Regions from separate parts of the Mus musculus genome. Here region 2 is linked to region 1. A link is a contact called in public Hi-C data. All regions are on one chromosome and are shown on one strand. Each heading gives the region's core, a stretch centred on a gene start, on an enhancer-like site or on the middle of the called end of the contact. The rest is flanking DNA. Distances are from core to core; before and after follow the strand shown.

The links. Hi-C and Micro-C count contacts between places; a contact is called where the count stands out from the background.
Region 2: a contact with region 1 is called in a Hi-C map of myocytes, with 5 times the contacts expected there. The contact joins the enhancer-like site here to the promoter of Dyrk2 in region 1. A contact is called at or near these places in 4 of 39 promoter capture datasets (the 3T3-L1 cell line, the C10 cell line, cancer-associated fibroblasts and 1 more), 2 of 15 datasets of contacts at CTCF or cohesin (the NIH/3T3 cell line and large pre-B cells), 30 of 484 Hi-C or Micro-C datasets (the C2C12 cell line, CD4 T cells, CD8 T cells and 19 more), 15 of 115 datasets of contacts at active chromatin or transcription factors (the 230-238 cell line, the NIH/3T3 cell line, T-cell acute lymphoblastic leukemia and 12 more) and 2 of 9 other capture datasets (adipose tissue and embryonic stem cells).

The regions. Positions count from the first base shown.
Region 1 is chr10:118,867,607-118,872,882 of GRCm38.p6, reverse strand. It overlaps Dyrk2 (dual-specificity tyrosine-(Y)-phosphorylation regulated kinase 2), which reads left to right and starts at 3,980. Exons shown (of 3, transcript NM_001014390.2): 1 at 3,980-4,162; 2 at 4,585-4,733. The coding sequence starts at 4,114. Gm40777 (a long non-coding RNA gene) reads right to left here and starts at 1,106. Exons shown (of 3, transcript XR_872090.1): 1 at 1-1,106.
Region 2 is chr10:118,989,964-118,995,218 of GRCm38.p6, reverse strand. It overlaps Gm33624 (a long non-coding RNA gene), which reads left to right. Exons shown (of 4, transcript XR_872094.1): 2 at 2,201-2,305; 3 at 4,526-4,668. Among named protein-coding and RNA genes, the nearest start is that of Gm33624, 15 kb to the left of the region's middle. Within about 2 kb of position 3,783, at least 56 of the 459 cell types and tissues checked have an H3K27ac peak or open chromatin away from gene starts, as enhancers often do. A contact at or near this core is called in the C2C12 cell line, the NIH/3T3 cell line, Sertoli cells and 9 more, where this site is marked.

The DNA of each region.
Region 1 (5,276 bases), core at 2,731-5,230:
CTATGAGGACAAAGTCAGATAAACCCCTCTTAAACTGAAAATATAGGTTACGTCAAAAGACACATTAAGGTTAACTAATCTAGGACACCCCCAATAACTCAGCCTAGCTGAGCCTTGTAGAGTTATCCGTGGTTGCCTCTTGAGATCTCATGGCTTCTTTGGAGCTGTGGCTCAGTGCTGTCACACATTCTGCTGAGAAAATGACTCCTCATATCACCATCCTGGGAAAATATTTTTTAAGAAAAAAAAGAGTTCAAAGTTCAGTTTCCATTGAATTCATATTACTTTTGCACCCTCATAAAGCTGAGAAAAAAAAATCCCAAACCAGGAACTGTATGAGTCACTCTCAGTATCAGACAGAACATGGTGTAACAAAACATTGTGCAGCTTAATTGAAGGATTCGCCGCAGAAGATAGGGTTGGACAAACTGATAAAGAGAAATCAAGAGCCCTGAAGATGGTGATAGCAGGAAATCCTTGCTACCACTGGGCTTCAGGGGACAGGAGGATGGGATGGATTCCAAAACTCTGAGGGAAAATGGACATCTATGGAAGAGGCCTGTCCAACAGGAGCTGATATCTTCAGTCACAGGCACATCCAGGCTGGGATGTAGCTTAGTGGTAACACTCTAGCTGGACCTATATGAGGCCTTGGGTTCCATGCCTAGCATGTGGAAGAAATCTCATGGAAGATGACTACTAACTTGTGGTGGAATGTCTTAGGAAGAGCCAGCGATAGAGGCTGACTTCATTGTCCTCGGGCCTTTCGATCTCTGCCTAGTAGTGTTTGCTTATCCAATCTACTGGTAACCAGTGGGCAAGAGAACAGTTGCTGCTGTCTCAGGCTCCTGCAGTAGGGAGTGGGTGGAAGAGTAGAGAGTGGGTTTGAGAGACAGGGAATGTCTTTAGTTTGTAATCCATGTGTTTGTTAAAGGTGACTTTTCTTGTCTGTTTTAGGCGCTCCTTGAAAACTTAGACCATGTCTCACATTTACATGGTTTCTAATATCTCATAGTGTTTATTTAGTTCAATGAGAATTGAAATGTACACGCACGTGTGCATTTGTGTATGTGTTAGAGAGACAGAGAGTCAGAGAGGGACAGAGACAGAGGAGAGTCAGAGAGAGAGAGAGAGAGAGAGAGACACAGAGAGAGACAGAGACAGAGACAGAGAGAGACAGAGACAGAGAGACAGAGAGAGACAGAGAGCTGTGATCTTCCATCTTCCAAACCCTGGGTTTGAAAGACAGAACAGGGAGAGGGAACAGACACTACCTTCAGGACATGACATAGCCATTGCACACAAGAACTCACAGGAGCCATGTCACCATTGCAAGATGAAACCAAACAGTCAGCAACCTGACAGAGCTAGTTAGACCCAGTGGGCTCTAGAAAACCAAAGCACAATGAAAAGGTCAAGAAGGAGGGGGAGGAGGGGGGAGGGGGGAGGGGAAGGGGAGAAAGATGTTGGCAGTTGCTGGAGGCTGGGGGTGGGGTCATGAGAGAGAGTTGGGATAGGGTGTGGGAGAGGGGAGTGGGCAGAGAGAGTTGGGGGTAGATATGATCAATATATAGTTTGCATTATGAAATTGTCATAGAGTAAAAGGTATTTTATCTAAAGTTCACTAAATGAGACACATACCCTTTTCTTTAATTAAAGCAAATAATTTTCTTTGTAAAAAAAGTGTTCATTTTCCCTTATTTTTATTCTATTAATATTATTAATTTGGAAACAGAGCTAGAATGTACCTGTACTATTAGTATTCTTATTTATGATTTTTCTTATTATTTATTTAATTTTGAAGCAATGGTATTTGAAATAAGTTGATACTGGAATTGATATTTAAGAACAGTATTCTTTTCAAACATCAGTCGTATGGAGTATTCAAAAAATAAGATGGGAAGGAGATAATTGTTTAGAAAGAGTAAGGGGGAAAACTGCCTGAATTTTCTTGAAAGCGCACAGGCTGCGAGCATAGCAATAGCGAGACCACTCCGAGGATCTCAGATACATTGTAGCCATGTAGCTGCTCCTTAGTATCCCCTTTCTGTTGGTTAATTCTGAATGCTACTCCAGCCTTCCCGAGTGAGTTTGCAGGCGATAAGCGCAGGGAGGGATTTCTTGCTAGGGGCAATTTAGGTCATGGCATGAGCCGATTATTAATATTGTACCGTGGCCCTATTTTCTTGTAAAAGGACCCCCAAACGGAAGGAAATTAGTCTGTCTCTGTCTCTCTGTGTGTCTCTGCCTGTCTGCTTGCCTCTCTCCTCTCTGTCTGTCTCTGTCTCTCATTCTCTTCGAGGGTGGAGTGTGCCCTCCTCTTATTACTCTGTAGGCGCCCTAGAGGGTCACACTGTAATGTGGGCCGGTCCCTTTGGCATTTGGATAAAGCTGAGGTGATCTTTGTAGGAGGTTGCTATGACAATTTGCAAACAGCAGAGCCCACAGAACAGCAGGAGGTAGCTCCCTCTGGACTGAAGTCTGCTCTAGCTGGGGCCAGCACTCTCGGGGACCTGGGGACAGACACAATGAACAGGACAGTAAAAAATGGACCCGGGACTCCAGGAGCACTTCAGAAATTAGGCACCTCCCAGGAAGGAAGTGCATGCCTGGATGCGGTCCAACTTTCTTCCCTATCTGCTGGGATTTTTTGAAGCTTTCCCTCCACACCTGGCTGTCCAAGTGGACAAAGGTGCACAAGTGTGCCACGCGCGACAAAGCATAAGGTGTGCGACGACAGAGAAGAAAATTTTTGTTCTTTCTGGGAAACAGAGGCTATAGACCACAAATGAAAAGGGCGGGGAAATTCTCCACGTGTCTGGGAAGGGAAAGGGAAAAGGAATCTTTTCCTCCGAGGATGTGAGGAATCAGAGGTGTCGCACCAGTGCAGCAGAGAGCTGAAAGGAAGGTGTGTCTGTCTCAGTGGCCGCGCCGCGCCGGGGAAAGGCTTGGAGTTGTAAGGAAATGGGAGGTGTCTCTGATGTTTATTTTTGCCTAGCAACCCACAGCCAACTGCTACCTCAGCTGCGGTCCACAGGCGCCTGTCTGCCTCCCCTTGTCCTAGCGACTGGAGGGCAGCGGTCACTCGGTGTCAGTGAATCAGGGAGGGCGTGCGTGGCTGAAATGAAGGTGGAAGGGCAGCCCCTTCCTTCGTCCATGCTTGGGTCACCAGGCTCAGCCGCAGTCCCTCCTCGGAGCCTGACTTTCCGAGGTGACCCTCATACAACTAAGTTCTCTCCATGATAAACTGGGGAGAGGGGCTGGCTGGGCCACTGGGACAGGGACAGGGACTAGGGTCGGGGCCAGGGGTGGGGGGCCGCAGTATTGTCTGGGAGCAGCCATTAGGAGCGGTGTTTAGGGGCGTGATGGAAGAGGGAGTGGTCTCTGCAGCAATTTCGGGAGGAGGCCGGCCGCGGTAGGTTGCGCGGTAGTGCCGGGAGGGGCGTCGCAGGGGCGAGGGGGACCCGGGTAGAGGGCAGATGGCCGTAGGGGAGGCACAGGGCGAGCCGGAGTCGCAGTTTTCCTGGGAGCGGAGGGCGGCTCTGCGGAAGATCGGAGGGGGTGGGACTCCCGGGGTGGCGGGTGGGGGTGGGGTGGCCGCCAGCCTGTGTGGCTGGGGCCGGGGGTGGGGGGTGGGGGGAGTCCGGGGCGGGGCCTCGGCGGGGGCGGGGCTGGCCTTCTCGGGCGCGAGCCGCGGGGGCGAGCGTGTGTGCGAGTGTGCGCGGACGCGCGCGGGCCCGGGAGGAGGCTCCCGAGCGAGTGGGTCCCGGCGGCCGCAACCCGCTCCCCGCGGCCCCGATGTGAGGGAGTCGGGGAGGCCAGCGGTGCGGCAGGGGAGGGCGAGGCATGTGCACGGGCCGGGGGGTACAGCAGCCGCCCGAGGACGAGGGGGACGGCGGCGGCGAGGAGGAGAGCGGGGGGCTCGCGGCGGCGGGTCCGGGCCGAGGGGATGCAGCGGACTGCGTGTGTCTGGCTGTAGCGGGAGCGAGGCGGCGACGAGGCGCGGGTGACCCGCGTGAGGGGCGACCAGGAGGCGGCGGCGGCGGCGGCGAGGAGTAGCGGCGGGACCGGCGGCGAGGGCAGCACTGCCATGCACGTTCCTCTCCCGCGGCCATGTTAACCAGGAAACCTTCGGCCGCCGCTCCCGCCGCCTACCCGACCGGTAAGGGCCCCGGGACCCTGTCGGCGGCGTGGGGCGCGGGCTGCGCGCGTTGGTGCCCCGGGATCCCCGAACCCGGCGGGTCGAGCGAGGGCCATCCGGAGCGCGACCCCGCCGCTGCGCCTTCTCGGTGGCCCGCCCTCCCCTCCCCCGGCCCGGCGACGTGGGCTCCGGAGCTCCGGCCCAGCACTGCTCCCCGCCGGGTCGCGAACTTAACTTTGCAGCTGGCGGGTGCGCGCTGGGGAGTCGCGTCCCGACCCCCCTTGTTTCCCGCACGCCGCCGGCTTTTCCCGGGCCGGGTGTCTCCTTCCATCTTCTCCCTAGAAGAGGGGGTTCGCTGCCCACCGGGGCGGGGGCGGGGGGTCTGGGTGGCTCTCTTCCCCCACCCTGACCCTCTTTTGTCTCCTCCCGCGCGTGGCTCCCAGGCCGAGGAGGGGACACCGCCGTTCGCCAGCTTCAGGCTTCCCCGGGGATCGGCGCGGGGGCTCCCCGAAGCGGAGTGGGGACCGGCCCGCCCTCCCCCATCGCCCTGCCGCCTCTCCGGGCCAGCAACGCTACCACTACAGCCCACACGGTGAGACCTGGCTTCGGGTGGGCGCCAGGCAGACCCCTGGCTTGTTGGGTTCCGACTGTGGGAAGAGAGGGCCGAATCTCCACGCCCCTAGCAGGGGCCTGTCCTCGACGCCGCCCTCTGCAACTTGGGCGAGCCCCGAGCTGCTGCCACAAAGGAGATTCGTGGCGTGGGCCCCTTGCTTCCCTCTGGTGCTCGCCCACCCCAGGCTCCTTTTCCTGGGAACTTCCTCCTTGCGCCCCCTCCCCCTTTTTTCATCTCTGCTTCTCAGAGCTCCCTTCCCCCCCGACCCGGTAAACATCTACTCCCAACCCCAGGGGTAGTGGATATTTATAGAAACGTATGTGTTAGGGGACAGCTAGCCTACCCTGCCCGGAAAATCGATCCCCCAAAGAGCCTCCGAGGCCTGGCTCCAGCCAGCAGGGAGCACCCGCCAATTGTCCCCCGCGTGTGTAAGCATGTTTTATGAGAGCTACAGGTTTGAGCACAGCAGAAATTGTAATTAACATTAACAAAAATAAGAGCTACAGCAGTAGTCAAAACAAA
Region 2 (5,255 bases), core at 2,534-5,033, 120 kb before region 1:
ATCATTATAAACTTCAAGCCACTTTACGAAAACTGACTCTTTGAACTAAATCCCTGCTCCAGGTTTGCAGTTGGAATGGTGGCGATTCAGGAGATAAACTTGACTCCAAGTTTTAGGCCAGTAATAAATAATAAAGAAAAATAGACCTATGTGTGTGATTTTTGACTTGAAATCTAAAAGCCACTGACTTTCAGAATTGCGTTTCTTCTAGGTTTGCTTATCTAAGCCAGGAGGAGGCTGCTTAGCCAGAGGAGCCTCTGACATCCCGGTGTAGGGATTTTTCTTGGTGCCTAAATATAGCTGAAGAAAAAAAGGCCTTTCATCAGCTCTTACCTGCTCATCGCTGGAGATTGGCTGACCCTGAATGAGGTTGATCTAGCTACCTGAGATAGATAGACTTTCAGTCTAAATCTGAATCTACAGGCTTTGCTTCATCTCCCCCCACCCACAGTATCATGCCAAGAAAATGGGGGGGGGGGGACCACATTAGTTTCAGCCACAATACTGCTTTACGTTAAAATCAGGAACAACAACGTTATTGGCATTGTGTTTTGCTCCTATGCAACGGTTGGTTAGGTAACTGCGTGATGGTTAATGCTTCCAACCTGTAGATTAGCTCAGGTCCGAGCGTTTCCCCACTCTGAACCAAATTGCGAGCAATATTTTTTTGTAAAGTTAATCTAATACATCTGAGTAGAAATCTCATTAAGGACACCTGGAGCCATGCTGAAGTAGACACCAGAGACTTGTAATGCACACTCTTGGCTCCCCATGCTCGATCCCACCTAGAGTGGAGAAGGCCTCTGTATGACGTCTTCCAGGCACATGCGCAGATCATTCACCTCCCTCAGTGTCCATGGGGGATGGATCGTCTTCCTTACTGTTCTGCTGAGCCTTCGGTAAGGCCGCTGGCAGACTCCAGGGCCTTGCCAGCGCTGCCTGCAAGCTTCTTGTTACACACTCTTTTATGGCCACTGCTCCCCGGCTTGTCTCAGTGGAAGGCAGGCTAGCAAGTCTCTTTTCTTTCAAGCAAGGACAGGATTAAGGTTTAAAGTGATGGTGTTTCTTTGATAGCTCCCGTGCCAGCTTAAATCTCATTAGCACTCTTCCTGAGTGTTACTAACTGGCCTATCTGGTATTACAGGTATTGCCAAACGGAGTCTAAAGAGAGGTGGCGTGAGGGCTGACCTAATCTGCAGTAGGAGTCAATTAGCAGGTGCTGGTGGGCTTGAGGTGCTGTTAGTAATGTCTCAGTGTTCGGAGTTTATTGATTTACCAGAGGTTTCACAATCTCACTGGCTTCACGCCAGTCTATTCACGTCCCTTAAGCACCTAAGTATGGCTTTCTCTCTTAGTTTTGCATGGTCATCTAAGGTCACCCCAAAGTGAATCTAAGGATAATGTAGTCCAAAAAAAAAAAAAAAAATTGCTCCAAATTTTTATTGGAGAAAGAAAAGCCGCACAGGAAACAATCAATGGAGAATTTGCTGAGTCAAGATGTCCTGTTTGACAAAAAGGTGAGTTCGAGACCCGGAGTCTGGTTGGGAGAGCTGTGTTATCTTACTTCTGCTTTCATGGTTATTGGATTATGGAGTGAAACACAACAAAGCTAAGAAGGTTCCACTTTTTATGCATGGTGCTAGGTAGGGTTGTCTTGTGCAGTGGGTTGACTGGCGTGCACCTTCCACGGGCTCCTGTGTTTGATCTGATGGTTTCCAGCTGGTGATACATCTTTAAGAGATTGGAGAACTTTTAGGAGGTACAGGTTTGCTAGAAGAAATGGGTTGCAGGGGGTAGCCTCTGAGGTTTTATAGCTTGGCCCCTTGTACTGGCTGGTTTTGTGTGTCAACTTGACACAAGTTGGAGTTATCACAGAGAAGGAGCCTCCCTTGAGGAAATGCCTCCCTGAGATCCAGCTGTAAGGCATTTTCTCAATTAGTGATCAAGGGGGGAGGGCCCATTGTGGGTGGTGTCATCCCTGGGCTGGTAGTCCTGTGTTCTATAAGAAAGCAAGCTGAGCAAGCCAGGGGAAACAATCCAGTAAGTAACATCCCTCCATGGCCTCTGCATCAGCTCCTGCTCCCTGACCTGCTTGAGTTCCAGTCCTGATTTCCTTTGGTGATAAACAGCAATGTGGAAGTGTAAGCTGAATAAACCCTTTCCTCCCTAACTTGCTTCTTGGTCATGATGTTTTGTGCAGGAGAAGATACCCCTCTTCCTGTCTACTCTATACTTCCTGTTGGTCCAAGATCTGAGGAGTGTGAGCTGCATGCCCTGCTCCTGCCTCGATGCCTGCTCTACCATGGTGAATTGTATCCCCTAAGTTGTGAGCCCAAGGGAAACCTTCTCCCCTTAAATGTCTTTTAGCCAGGTATTCTGTCACAGTGGCAAAAATAACCAACCTGCCATGCTAAGAAGTCTAATGAATTGGATCCCAGCTTAAAACAGTTTAAGCTGAATTGAATTTTAAAATATCACATGCACGGTGAAGAATCTTACCAGCGTCAAAAAAGAATTGCTTGAGAATGTTGTCCATTTGGAGGCTGGACCCAGTGACCTTCTCCATTCTTCAGACTGTCCTTTAATTGCTGATACAGTCTCAGTGACCTAAGTGGGTTAAGGTGCCAAGCCTGGCTCCTTCCAGCCTAGTGTGCAGTGATATCTCACTGGCTGCTAAGGGCTCAGCTTCAGGTTGGACTCAGGCAGATCTTTCTTGGTTGGATTGAGTATTAGCCATTCACAACATTTTTTCCTTCCTTCCTTCTTTCCTTCCTTCCTTCCTTTTTTCATTCTTTCCTTCCTTCCTTCTTTCCTCCTTTTCTTTGTTTGTCTGTTTCTTTCTTTTGGTCGTCCTTTCTTTCTTTCTTTCTTTCTTTCTTTCTTTCTTTTCCCCTTCCTTCTTTCTCCTTCTTTCCTCCTGTCCTCCCTCCCTTCCTCCCTTCCTCCCTCTTTCTTCCCCTCCCTTCATTTCTTCTTCCTTCCTTCCTCCCCCCTCCTCCACTTCTTTCCCCTTCCCTCTTTCCTTCTTTCCTTCTTTTCTTCCTTCCTTTCTTCCTTCTTTCTTTCCTTCCATCTTTCCTCTCTCTCTCTCTCTTTCTTTCTTTCTTTCTTTCTTTCTTTCTTTCTTTCTTTCTTTCCTTCCTTCCTTCCTTCCTTCCTTCCTTCCTTCTTTCCTTCCTTCCTTCCTTTTTTTTCTTGAAAGAACTTACCAATTAGGCATCAGGGCCTAGAGGAAAGGGCCCAAGAATCATTTTCCCAAGTAAAGAGCAGTTATCACTTCTCAACTTCATCACCCAGCTGTGCCTCAGTTTCCTTATGAGCAAAATGTGTTCCTTCCTTGCCTTTCATGGGCACAAGGAGGGCAAAACCTCATCATGAATGTGAGATATTTTTCACAGACAGGTAGATCCAAGTCTTGCTATGGATTGCCCAGTGAGAACCATCACACACATAACTATAACATATGACCACCACATAGAGCATATGCCTTTAGACCTCTTCCCAGGAGAGGACGAAGTGAACACTCTAGATTTGTTCCAGATCGGCTTTTTTTTTTTTTTTTTTTTTTTTCTGTTTCCCATCACCCTTTCTGTGTACCTGAGTCCTTGGCAGCCCCCACCCTGCTTCCCCAGCAGGCTTTCTGTACCCAGTGTGGAGAGTTCCCACACGGTGGCCCTGGGCTAGAAGCTTCACTAGTGTTCTCTCTCTCCCTAACAGCTCTGATTCTTGACTGCACTTATTTCGGGAGGCTCTTGCTCCTGACCGCTGCATGGAATGTGTGCTGCTGGTGACTAATTGTTCTGGGAATGACATCTCTGTTTGGGCGGTGTCCAGTTCTCTCTCCTTCTGTATGTAGAGCCAACTCTGATTTATATGTCTGTGAATCTCTGATGAGCTGCGGAGGAGGCTCGGGGAGGTGGGATGGAGTAGAAATGCCGTTGGAAAAGATAACATTTTTTTCTCTGACTTTGGGCTCAAGAGCAAGCCAAAGGTTGGCCACCATTCACTGTCATAATTTGGGCAGAAGAACAGAATCAGGTCTTGTCGTGTACAAATGCGATTTTTTTTTCTTTTTCTTTTCTTTTCTTTTCTTTTCTTTTTTTTTTTTTTTTACCAGAATCCATCATTTCTTATTCATGACTACATGCGAGGTCATGAAGGTAATCTCAAAGCTGGGAAGACATGATCTTGTAGATTTTTCCTGGACCTCCAAGACATCTGTCTGATATTCTAGATTACGGATTTCTTCTTGTCCTCTTGGGCATGAACAAGTCACTTCCAGACAGAGGCAGAATTATTTTAATAAATGTACTGTGGAGCTTTAAGTCAGGCCCACACAGAGGGATGGCAGGTGTGAACATCACAGATAGAATGGCCTCACAGTCAGCTCCGTGAACTCAGTCTGCAGTTAAGGCTCTTGTCCTGGTGGGGCAAAAGATAACACTAGAATCCCCCAAGTGGTGTTGTTACACAATTTTAAGTGCTGTCCTGCAGCCTCTTGCCAGGGTTTGTCCTTCCTTTCCAGCCCCCGTGGCTTGCTCCCTGCATTCCAAAATGCTGGATGAAGAAAGAAAAACACGAAGCATAGAAACCGTTTGTGGCGACGTTTTTGGATCACTTCTGGTCTTGTTTTGACAAGCAGGGGCTTGCAGCTACTTTTGATTTCAGGTGGGTATGATTATTAAGCAAGAATAAGGCTCATGAAGGCCAGCCTGGTGCTCTAGGCCTACGATCCCAGCAGCTCTTGAGGCTGAGGCAGGAGGATTTCAAATTTAAGCCTTGCCTGGGCCAGCTTGGCCAATTCAGTGAACCCCCATCTCAAAATAAAAATGAAGGATGAGGGATCTAACTTGTTAGGTTCAATCCCCAGGAACCAAAACACAAAAATTAAATTAAGCCCCTTGTTCCTACTCAAGAAAGGACAGAAACATAGTCAAGACAGATTAGGTTTTTATGGGCTTTCCTGTGAAAACAAAGCCTTCTGAGCTGATAAGCCAGGAGGATTTTTGTTCAAACTGTGTATCCTTTGTGGGGCAGTTGACTTTTCTTCCATTCTACTTTCATCCGGGTGCCCAGGCTGACGGAGTAACTTCCATCAGATTTGTAATGGTGTTCCAGAGGGACAGGAAGCAGGGTGAGCCACTTGCGCCCCTGAAGCATCTGTTTATAGGAGATGTTTGTCATTCCTGATGGGGTTTCGCTGACCACCACCGGCCAAGTGGCCACACCCCAGGCTAACAGATGTTTAATCCCTG